Regions from separate parts of the Astyanax mexicanus genome. Here region 1 is linked to region 2. A link is a contact called in public Hi-C data. All regions are on one chromosome and are shown on one strand. The core of a region is the stretch at or near the end of the contact, and the rest is flanking DNA. Distances in the headings are between cores, read along the strand shown. Region 1 overlaps rela (v-rel avian reticuloendotheliosis viral oncogene homolog A). Region 2 holds the start of LOC103033313 (serine/threonine-protein phosphatase PP1-beta catalytic subunit).

What was found. Hi-C and Micro-C count contacts between places; a contact is called where the count stands out from the background.
Region 1: a contact with region 2 is called in a Hi-C map of muscle, with 9 times the contacts expected there. The contact joins the enhancer-like site here to the promoter of LOC103033313 in region 2. A contact is called at or near these places in 3 of 3 Hi-C or Micro-C datasets (blood and muscle).

The regions. Positions count from the first base shown.
Region 1 is chr25:18,706,104-18,712,603 of AstMex3_surface, reverse strand. All of the region lies in intron 3 of rela (v-rel avian reticuloendotheliosis viral oncogene homolog A), which reads left to right. LOC103033313 (serine/threonine-protein phosphatase PP1-beta catalytic subunit) reads right to left here. Exons shown (of 8, transcript XM_007230177.4): 3 at 1,355-1,585. Among protein-coding and RNA genes, the nearest start is that of LOC125787817, 32 kb to the right of the region's middle. Within about 2 kb of position 1,398, the one cell type or tissue checked has an H3K27ac peak away from gene starts, as active enhancers do.
Region 2 is chr25:18,667,516-18,673,469 of AstMex3_surface, reverse strand. It overlaps LOC103033313 (serine/threonine-protein phosphatase PP1-beta catalytic subunit), which reads right to left and starts at 4,182. Exons shown (of 8, transcript XM_007230177.4): 1 at 4,074-4,182. The coding sequence starts at 4,125. The region is part of intron 3 of rela (v-rel avian reticuloendotheliosis viral oncogene homolog A); the gene reads left to right.

The DNA of each region.
Region 1 (6,500 bases), core at 149-2,648, 42 kb before region 2:
ATATATGAATTGTTTGTGCAGTTTCATGATTTATCCTGCAGGCTGCACCAGAGTGCTTCATGCAGACTCATCTGCAACTTTACGCTGATGTAGCAAAATAGAAATTCCAGCCAGGCTGGCCTCGGATCATTTAACATCTACTAAATGTTAAACATCCTACAGGACTCACAGTCAGCAAAAATTCTGCCACAAATCCAAATTAAAGAGTTTCCTTCCAACAGTGAAATTTAGTTTATGGGACAAAACATGTTTGCTTCTTGATGCTTCTTTAGTTTTGTCCTGAAAATGCAAGACTGGTGTTTCTAAAAGTAAATTTGGAAGCTTGTGTACACAGAATAGCATAGTTATAGCTATGTAATTAGCATAGCATCTGTTCATTTAGTATCATAAAGGACGATTATCACCCAGCACATAAAGAGTTTGAACTTCTTCCTTCAGGGAAGAGAAACAGGACCATACGAGCACTGACTACAAGACTGATGAACAGTTTTTACCCAAAATCCATCACCATATTGAATTCTGCACTGAAATAGTACACATTACCGCCATGATTGTGCTGGAGTGCACCTTTCAGACAACTGTGCAATTTTTGTATGTGCATTTATATATAAATATATACTATATCTTGAGCATCGTCACAGAGTATGCACCTTAATTCCACTGTATGTCACATGCAATGACAATAAATGGAATTAATCGAGCAATCTCTGCTGACCAGTTTAACTTTTGACCAGAGAAGAGTAATATTGTTTTCTATATGAGCTTAATGGCTTGACTGATCAACAAGCTAGACCTCCAGTTTGACCAAGTTTGACCATACTGGCTGACCAACATGACTAAGCATCATCAAAGTCAAATGCAACATGCATTCAGCTGGTCAAGAGCTCTTAATCTGCAGAAGCTGGTCTGGAGCTAGATGTTCTACCAGGTTAATGTTTATAGAAAACAGTAGGTCACAACCCAATTACACATTAGCATTATAGCTACAGCACAAAAAAAACAAGCATCTTTGGTGATTACCTGCATTTAGGTTAAATATCAAAATATCACGTGCAAATTAGTCCAGAACTTGCAAACTGGGATGCTGTGTAAATATTTCTGCTCTAATTTCATTGATAATTTAAAATTAGGCTGATTTTTATGAGTTCTATAGAGTTTCTATCTTTGTTTACAGAGCATAAAAGGAAATGAACACATCAGACTCAGATCAGATAAATATAGAACAGATCAGACTAGGTGTGAATAATCCTTTAGAGAAGTGGAAATAGTTCACTGTGTTTGTGAAAGAGTCTATGTCAGTGTTTTAGAAATATGTATGTGTGTATATACAGTACGCATTCCCCGGTGCACGTACACTCATCGTAGAAGCCGTAGATGCGGTTGATGGAGGCGCACTCGTGGTTGCCGCGCAGCAGGAAGAAGTTTTCAGGGTATTTGATCTTGTAGGCCAGGAGGAGGCAGATGGTCTCCAGAGACTGCTTCCCTCGATCCACGTAATCACCCAGGAAGAGGTAATTCGCCTCCGGAGGAAAACCTCCATACTCGAACAACCTCAGCAGATCGGTGTACTGACCATGGATGTCACCTACAAAAGAGAGAGAGAGAGAAAAAAGAAAGAGAGAGAAAGAGAGTGCACAGGAATGAGTGAGACAACTGACAGATGGATAGAGATTGGAAAGCTTATAATAAGTAGGGGCAAAAGGTCATAACAAAGTGTGAGAGAGAGAAAAGAAAGAAAAGAAAGAGAAGTAGGAATGAGAAAAATATATATTATCTAATACTGTGATAATAAAGATTCAATTTAACCAAGAGTATCTTGCTTGATTGTTGGAATGGGAAATATAGGAGGAAAGTGCTTCTTACAGAATTTGGAGAATTGCTGTGAGGATTTGATTGCACTCAGCAACAAGAGCTTTAGCGAGATCATGATGTTGGATGATTATGGTCATCCAATGTTGGTCATGCTGTATATCTCCTACTCCCCAACTCATCCCAAGGCGGGTACTAAATGGAGCACCATATGTATATAGTTCATTCACAGTTTATTACACTGCTCCACAGCTCAATATACCCCTCATACCCCACACTTGTCATTAGGCATGGTACCAATATGGTAATTGTTATCTCTACTAGAGAATGTGTCAATAAAATGTATAAAAAATATTAATATTTGACACTACATATTAATATGATATGATTGAGTCGAGATATATCTATATATTGTTCCACCCCAGTCGATATAGCATCTAAATTTGAGAAAAGGGATAACCTGAGTCAGAAAGAAAGAAAGACAGAGAGAGAGAGAGAGACAGAGACAGAGAGAGAGAGAGAGAAAGACAGAGAGACAGAGAGAGAGAGAGAGAGAGAGAGAGAGAGTAACAGTCAGCTGTATGCTGCTCTGATAGAGTGAGTGAGCTGAATGTGAATAAAGGTGTCCGCCACTCAAAGTCAATAGAGTCTCTGTACTCAAACGCCTCGCTGCGCCACTGACCTACATAACACACACACACACTCTCACAAACTCTCTCTCTCTGTCACACACACACACACACACAATTTCCTTTTCATCCTTCTATGAGCTGCAACCTACGAAAGAAACATCACGGCAGAGATACTCTTTCATTTCACTCCTCCAACACTCTGACTGTGCGGTTTCGCTAATGGCAGTGTCAGTGGGTTTTTTTTTAGCCTGTGTTTTAGTCTGAGGGAAAAGCCTGTTTTTCTGACACACAACTGCCTCCACACACACACACACACACAAACACACAGACACACACAGGTATCTATTATAATTCAGCAAATAACCGGTGTGCCCTTAACGTGACATTTACTTGTTTGTTTGGCATTAAAATGCGCTGTTTTCACAGTAGCTTAATGAACACGTATTCAGAGAATGCTAATGCTAAGATAACACAGTGGCTGTGTCTCTGTACTTAATTAGATGTCTACACAGCCAGCATGTTAAGCAATTTAATGTGTGTCTCAGACACCAGCTCTTTCTCAGTAATATATTCTGTATAATGCTGCATGATAAGGGTTTTGTTTGATCTGTTTTGGGCAAATTTGAGCATCAGTTTGTTGCAAATAGAACTTACTGTTTGTCATAAAAGTCTTTGAAGTGTTATTTACCAAATATATAAAGATTTGCAGACCTAGCATGCTAACTCTCTCTTTTATTATTATTTCAAAAGGCTTAGCTAGCTACCATTTCGTTGTTATAATACAGCTGCTGAACATTATTAGATAGGTAACAGCAACTAGCTAATCATGTCCATAATCTTAATAAACACACTAAAACTAAAATGGATAAGCTGTCTTTGGCAGATTTAGTGTGGTTAAGATGCCATGATGAGTATGTCTGCTACAAAATCTCCAAAATAAGCCTGGATTCAACAATAGTAGCGGTTAGGGAAATGTTATATGTTTACTCAGCTGAAGTGGATTTTAACTAATATGTACTATTCATTTGATTTTTTGTATTTAAAGTGTTAAAATTGTTTTATCAGTGTTAAAGTGTTAAAAATGTTTGGTCAGTGATCAATATACAGTGTATTTGCTAAATTAGCATGCTAACTACTTTGTGTAACACCAGACAGATAGGGGTGACGCTTGCCGAATAAAAGGTAAAGACTGGTTTATTTACAGAGCCGTAAACAGGATAACACAACCAGATAACAGATTGAACAGAACTCACAGTATAAACAGAAGACGTAGTACAGGAAACAGTCCAAGATCCGAAGCCAGAAAGACAATCCGATAATACAACAAATCCGATAAGGGCGAAGACAAAAGGCAAAATCCGTAATACAGGAAAAAGGGTCATAACAAAAAGGCAGTCAGAAAAGGGTTTGGAAAAACGCTCAGTACGCAACATGAGTCGACAATACCTCGCAAGGAACCAATGCTAACAGAACCCTATATATACAAAACATAGAACCGGAACAACTTAGAACACAGGTGAGTCTGAACGGGGGAGCGTGACGCGATTGGGTGAAGGTGAGCGGCTGACAGTGACGTCATCACCAGTGGGTTCATGGGAAATGGAGTTCGGGAGTGTGGAAGGAGAGACTGGAGACGTAACAGTACTCCCCCCCGAGGAGTCCGAAAGGACCGAAGGATGAGGACGACACACCGGAACCGCCCCTCTCCGACCGGAGGCTCGACGGAAGAGAGGACCTGAAGCGGGGATAGCCTGGACAGGGACCCTGGTCCTGGGACGGCCCCTGGTCCTGGAGCCACGGACAGAACTGAGAGACCGAGTAGCAGCCGACCTACAGCGCCTACCCCTTCCAGGGTCAGGAGACCTCCTCCTTGGACGACCCCTAGGGCGTGGTGCTGGGCGAGACGGGTGAGACCTGTGGAACTCTTCCACCAACAACGGGTCAAGGATGTCGGCTGCAGTAACCCAGCTTCTCTCCTCAGGTCCGTAACCTTCCCAATCCACCAGGTACTCCAGGGCACCCCCTCTCCTTCTGGAGTCTAACAGGCGCTCTACCGCGTAGACAGGTCCCCCATCCATGAGCACCGGCGGAGGAGGCAGCATCCCATGCGAAGTTTCATCCAGCGGACCAGGGATAACCGGCTTAAGAAGAGAGACATGGAACGAAGGACAGATACGGTAATTAGACGGCAGCTCAAGGCGATAAGTGACTTCATTGATGGGTTTAATAATTTTAAAAGGACCAATAAACTTAACAGAGAGTTTTTTGTTTCCCTCAGGGAGCCGGAAATCCCTGGTAGATAGCCAAACACGATCCCCAGGGGAGTATAGAGGAGCCTCACGGCGATGGCGATCAGCCTGTTGTTTATGTTGCGCTAACACAGCCTCGATACGTCTGTGAGTCTCCTCCCACACTTCCTCACTACGGCGCATCCACTGATCCACAGCAGGGATGTCAGATGGTTCAGCTGACCACGGCATGAGAGGAGGTTGATAGCCTAGGAAGCACTGGAAGGGAGTTAGTTTGGTAGAAGAACTGACCAGTGAGTTTTGTGCTAATTCTGCCCAGGGGAGATATTGAGCCCAGTCATGGATGTTATTAGAACAATAGATACGTAAGAATTTTCCTAGTTCCTGATTCATTCTTTCGCACTGACCATTACTCTGGGGGTGATAACCAGAAGTCAAACTAACCGAAATGCCCAACCTATTCATAAAAGCTGACCAAACTTGTGATATGAACTGAGGACCACGATCGGAAACTATATCTTCGGGGATACCAAAAGCTCGAAAAACATTATTAAAAAGAGTTTCTGCAGCTTCAAATGCTGTGGGTAATTTAGCAAAGGGGATGAACTTAACTCCACGTGAAAAACGATCTACAACCGTCATTATTACTGTGTTACCCAAAGATACGGGGAGATCAGTGACAAAATCGACTGCCAGATGGGACCAAGGTCGAGCTGGAACGGGTAGGGGTACTAGTTTACCTGCAGGTAGAGTACGTGGAGTTTTACTTTGTGCGCATACGGTGCATGATGAAACAAATTCATGAATATCAGCGCGCATAGTTTCCCACCAAAAACGACTCTCTAGTAATTGATGGGTGCGAGTCTCACCAGGATGCCCGGAAGTTAAAGAAGTATGGGCCCATGTTATTAATTTACCCCTGCATTGATTAGGTACATACGTCTTGTTTGGAGGACATTCAACAGGAGGGGGTGTGACTTCATTAAGCTGATTGATCTCATCTGAGATCTCCCACCTGATTGGGGCCAAGACTACCTCAGGTTTTAGAATTGTGGTGGGTTCAGAAATAATAGAATTATTCTCATCATACATGCGGGAAAGAGCGTCAGCTTTGGTGTTTCTGGAACCTGGACGGTAGGTCACAGTAAAATTGAACCGGGAGAAAAATAGGGACCACCTAGCCTGACGGGAGTTCATGCATTTCATTGACTTCAAGAATTCTAAATTTCTATGATCAGTAATAACTACAAACGGATGCAAAGCCCCCTCCAACCAATGACGCCATTCATCTAGGGCTAATTTTATGGCCAGGAGTTCACGATCACCAATTCCGTAATTTTGTTCAGCTGGAGTGAGTTTGTGCGAGTAGTAGGCTACAGGATGCATTTTACTCGGTGAGCCGAATCTTTGGGACAGAACAGCACCTACCCCAACACTAGAAGCGTCTACCTCTACCACAAAAGGTTCCTTAGGATCAGGATGTTTTAGCAGGGGAGCAGAAGTGAATTTCCCTTTAAGGGTAGCAAAAGCATCAGTTGCTTGCTCAGACCAAACCAGAGTTTTAGTTTTATGTCGTAGCAGATTGGTGAGTGGAGCTGCAACAGAACTATAATTACGAATGAAACGTCTATAAAAATTTGCGAAACCCAAAAATCTTTGTAATTCCTTCACAGACTTGGGACGTGGCCAGTCTACTACAGCCTGGACCTTGGTAGTGTCCATAGCAACCCCCTTAGAACTTATAACATATCCCAGAAAAGAGACAGTGGAGAGATGAAAAGCACATTTCTCTGCCTTGATAAAAAGCTGA
Region 2 (5,954 bases), core at 2,933-5,432:
GCATTGCTGAAATACACTAACATGCCAACTAGTATTGTGTCCCATGAGTTTTTCCACGTCCAATGGAAGCTAAAGAATGCTGCTTTGACCTGCAGGATGTGCATGTTGGACTTCTTGCACTTGACTTTTAAAATGTGCTATACCTAAAACTTACCTTTTTTAAGTTAAAGTTACTATTGCACAACCCGAAAAAATATCTAAATTAAAGGGACACCACAAAAAAATCTAAATAAACAATGACATCAAAGTTAGGTTAAATTAACATAGACTCTTAACAGGATGCAATAGACAAAACAAGTTTACATTAGTAGTCTTTCCTCAAAATCAATGCTTCACATAAATTAGCTATAGAGCAAACAGTATTGAGAGCACAGCCAACGACAGAGTTACTGCAGCTCAAAAAATAATACTTGTTCTTACAGCAAACAACACAGAGACCAAGCAATTAAACAATTAATATTTTGCACACTCAGTATGCAAATAGATTGTGCCAGAAGCCAATGGAAAAAAAGTTGCCAATGGAAACAGACTAAACCCAGTTATTATAAGTTGGTTCTACTCAAAGATCTCTGTTCGAATGTAAATGTGCCCACAAATATTCAGCTAACTCAAAATAGTTGGGAAATGTTTTGAAATGTCTAATTTTATGTAAAACAGATGTAATTATTTTGGGATCAAACAACTTATTGGTTTACAATGTAGAAGAAGCTGTCGATCACAATCGTAAACCACCTCCTGCACTGACCACTGTGTGTCGTAATGCCATGACATATCCCTGTTCACACAAGACACTGTGTGTGCTGAGGAATGTTAATTGCCTTCACAACTTAAGAAAAGGAATGTCCAGTTCATCTGGCCATTTGGATACTGGCCATTGTTCAACCTCACTCACAAGATAGCACCTATGCAGAACATGTACTGGTGCATTAGATTTGAAACTAAAGCCATTTTTAGTGCAGAAAATGTACACAATTTATACTTAGTGGCCTATAGAACACTCCCCTGAGAATACACATTACCTAATCCGTGATTGATAAATGTCCTTTGTCTTGAGAAATTTTGATTTGAGATAAGAAGCCTTTCCACATTTCCTGTTCTTCAACTGACCTCTCTTAACTTCTGGCCATTCCTCAAAGATGATGTAAGTAGCCTGGTGACCATCAGAAAACTCAACTAAAGAGATAAAATTCTCCTTTTGATTTCTGACTTCAATAGTATGACGATGCTTGATCCCAAAATAATCAACAGAGCAAATGGTTTCACCATTAGGCACTGATTTACCAAACCGGCTGTTGATATGATAAAAACTATGACTAATACTGGACTCCTATTAGGAGAGCTTTGAAGATGAACACACTGACACAGTGATGTACAACTACTCTTTTTTGTATGAATACTGTTTTTGCTTATTTTAATATTACTGTTTCACTGAGCAAATGAATAATAAACTCTTACTGCCAAAGAAGAAGCTTTTAAAATCGAATTTTCACAGATTTCTAAAGCTTTTATGCATTTATTACTGTATATCACCTGTTGTCTAGAGCATTTTCACCATAGTGTACTGAAACAAAGAAAAACAAAGCACTGTCACTTTGTGTAACTCTAGTCCTAGCAGGAACAATGCAGGTCAAAAAAACACTATAGCAACTTCATCACTACCACAGCTGAGCAATGTAACACCAGATGCAATGACAACAATACAGTGTCCCGCATGAGCACACTTCTGCAAGTGCTGTTTTGTTCTAACGAGTGCATTAGTAATATATGAGCGAACGCTCAGCTGGTTCCAGGATGACGTATTTTGGTGAGGACACGGGAGCGCTTACTGCTCCAGACCTTACTCGACACGACAACCTCTAATTAAAACTAAATGAATGGTTAGAAAAGTCCTCGCAAACTACAGGCACAGGCCTTTAAAACAACACCTGAAGGAGTGGCAGGAGCAGGAATCTGTACATTGCGTTAGAGGCCTGCCTGAGGCGATCTGCACTTCAGATAATTTCCTATAATTTAACTAAATGGACTTAGACGGGATTGTTTACATGTTGTTGACTGCTGTTTTCTTCTTTTTCACAAGTGTTTTTCATGAATGGGTGAAATAAATTGTGAGATATTCTAAGACATTACTATTTAGCATTATTTTACCTCACCACCATCTATTTGTAAAAATTAAATTATAGCTACTTTATGGGGCAAATTGTGGCTGTGTTGGAAAGTCATGTAATAACTCAACTGTACCCTATATGTGCTTAATATCCTATTATATTTACATTTCTCTCATTTGGTTAATGCTCTAATCTACTTACAGGCTGACTTACAGTTGAATGTAAGTTATTGTCCTACTGTTGACATACGATTTTACCTCAGACATGAGTGTTCACAGGTGTTACCTAGCATTATTTTACCTCACAACCCTGCTTTTGGGTAATTATAATTAAAAGAAATACGTGTTTAACTTTTAACAGTTATTAATACTTTAAATGGTAAGTTGTGGCCATGTTGAAAAATCACATTAAAGCTCATCTTAAGTCGATTAACATAAAACTATTATTTTTATATCTTTTCAAATGCACTATTTTACTTTAATATACTAAACTGACAAATACCAATTTAACTTGAGATGAATGTGAGTTTTGTTCTATTGTCTCTTTATTACATATGGACATGTACTACAATAATATAATACAAAATAGGCAGAAAGCATTCAAAGGTGTTTACAAACAGTAGTAACTGAAAAGCTACAAGTTATCCAAAAGCAGTTTGTAAGACTAGTGGAGGAGTACAAGCCAAGATGCATGAAAATATGCATGTAACTAAAAAACAGGGTTATTCCACAAAATAATTAATTTCCGAACTCCTAAAACTTGTTTTCTTTGCATTACTTTTGCATCTTTTTTTTGTTATTTGCAAAAAAATGTCTAAATGACAATATTTTATTTGGAATTTGGGGAAAATGTTGTCTGTAGTTTATAGAATAAAACAATAATGTTCATTTTAATCAAACATCTACCTATAAATAGCAAAATCAGAGAAACCAATTTAGAGACTGAAGTGGTCTCTTAATTTTTTTTCCAGAGCTGTATTAATGATCAGATGTAGGTATGAAGGCATTTAAGTTATATTTATTATTAATCCGTTTTATTCATTCAAACCATTTATATAAACTTACACTTAAAATATATATTTTTTAATTGGCTAATTCGTTCATATCTATTGCACTGTTATAACACTGTTATAACATAGTTCTAAACACAAACCAGCACCTACACACCATATTACAAAACAGATTGACTCTGCTAGTATTAAAGACACAATCAAATAAATAACATAAGCATGTTTATTATTATTACTACTAACAACACTAGGCAGTATCGTTTGTATATATTTACACTTACTGCAGTTCAATAAAAATTTTAAAAATAAGTTTTAAACACAAATAAACCCCAAAACAAAACACAAGCATTACATCAGCAGACTCTATTGAAACTAATGATCCTCAGGAATGTCAACTTGAGCTTCTCCTTTGAGAAGTTGCAGCACATTTCCTAAGCCAACACTGGATCTTTAACATTAGGACAGTTGGGTTATTAAAATAAGCACTTTAAGCTTTAGAAATGTGATGTTAATTTCTTTAAAAACTAAATAAATCTGAACAAATAAAGGAAAAGAAAGGGGAGTCCCAAAATCCCATTCCCTCCACAACAACCACCTCAGATCTAAAGCTCAGTTTTACTACCAAACAGTACAGACCACTTCCCCCACATTTCCTCTCCCTGCCCGTCTGAGTAACAATGTTACAACTGAGCGGGAGTCTCAGAAAGCCCCTTTAGAGGAGCTGTGCAGTGAAGGTGTGCCCGTTCACTCCATTAGTGAGAGCGCAGCTCGGCAGACATGTTAGTGAACGCCAGCTCTCTCTCTCTCTTTCTATCCTCCTTAAAACAACCGAGGCCTCTTCTATCAAGCCCACCCAAGACCCCTCAGCAGAATCACCCCTGCTGACCACCCCACCACTCTCAGCACCCCCCGTGTGTCCTATTCAGGTGGGAAAATGTGGACAGGATAAAGCAGCTCACCCTCTAAAAGCCTGGAGATGAGCGAATCGACGTCCAGTTCCCCCTCCGCCATATCTGAAGTGTTTCAGCCGCGGAAAGAATCAGCTCCTCTGAACCGACTCCTCTCAGCCGAGAACCGATTCACCAACTGAATCGACTTCGCCGGTTGTAAGCCCTACGCAGCGATGACGTCAGGACTGAAGAATGAGGATGGGGTGGTGTGATGTCATCCTGATCAAAAGTCAGACAGATACACTAAAACCATGTATTAAAACTCTTTCTGACTAAATTCTTGACTTCTGACATCAAGAACACTGTAGCATAAATAGGCCTTATAATAATAATAAACAACATTTTATATATATATATATATATATATATATATATATATATATATATATATATATATAGCTTTGAGTTTGAGTTTGAACATTATTGTTTTATTCTATAAACTACAAACAACATTTCTCCCGAATTCCAAATAAAAATATTGTCATTTAGACCATTTATTTACAGAAAATGAGAAAGGACAAAATAACAAACTGATCCAGAGCTTTCAGACCTCAAATTATGCAAAGAAAACAAGTTCACATTCATAAGAGTTCAGAAATCAATATTCAATATCAGTACATCAGTTCTCCTCCAACAGTTTATGCCACTCATTCAAGCAGTTCAGCTTGGTTTGATTTCTTGTGATCATCTATCTTCCTCTTGATTATATTCCAGAAGTTTTCAATTCGGTAAAATAAAAAAATAAAAACTCGCCTTATTTTTCCAGAGATGTATATACTACTTAACTATACTAAGTCAAAGGGTTGACTATCCCAGTTCAGATGTCATGTTTGTAAGTTAGTTCTTTAAGTAAAGAAAAAAGTTTAATTCTGGTTTCAGTCTTACTTTACTGCAGTAATTATTTTTCGAGTGAATTTTTGCTTCTATTCCTTACATTTTCACACAATTATATCTGTACTCTCTTCTTCTTACATTTAACAATAAGAACACTAAAACACAATTAGTTTGAACTCAAATAAATTAAGTCTGTTTTTAAACATTACTCAACTACTGTGAGTGAGTACATAAAAAATGTAATCTTTGAGTTTTCTTTGAGAAATATTATAACTGAGATTAGTCTGTTGTCACTAGCAGTTTTTTTTTCCACTGGTTTCTGCCAGCATCTATGTACACACTGGTAGTGTTCCCCGTTTTTTTAAACTCACCATCAGTATGTAGTCTTTTCCTCAGGCTACCTTAGGTAACGTGTAGGTCATACTTCTATTTTTCTTTTATATTTATTTATACACTTATACAGGCTCACAAATACGTAACAGTATAGGGAGCAAGAAATTGTTACAAAACAGGCAAGCAATATATAATAAGACAAGACAACATACTTAGGGGTGGGGGGTGTTATTGTAATATTAAGTATTGAGCAGGTATGTTGAAGAAAGGGAGAGGGTAGTTACCCAGCTGCATTCCCTCTATCACTAGTAATGCCCCACAATAGTGCTGAACTTTTGACTGTGTGATATAGTGTCCAGAATTTTCTTTCTCCGTTAAATTTCCTATAAGTATTTCAAATTTACATTTTAGTTCAATTAAATCAAAGCAAAACACATATATACATCTATTTTGTCCATATATTACATATTATTATATTATTATATTTCAGTAAACATGATGTAAAGATTTTAAGGTAACCGATTTCCTCAGATTATTGAAGTAAATTTACCATATCCAGGCTTGCAACTCTCTACTGGTAGTAAAACCGAATCGTGATTCATTAGAGCGGTCCGTTCGAACGAATCGGTTCGCTGAAATGAATCATCACTGTTTTGCAGGCGGAGCGCTGCTGCTCTGCTACGTGCGGATTCTCGACGTGCGCGCCCTCGAGTCCAGCCCCGC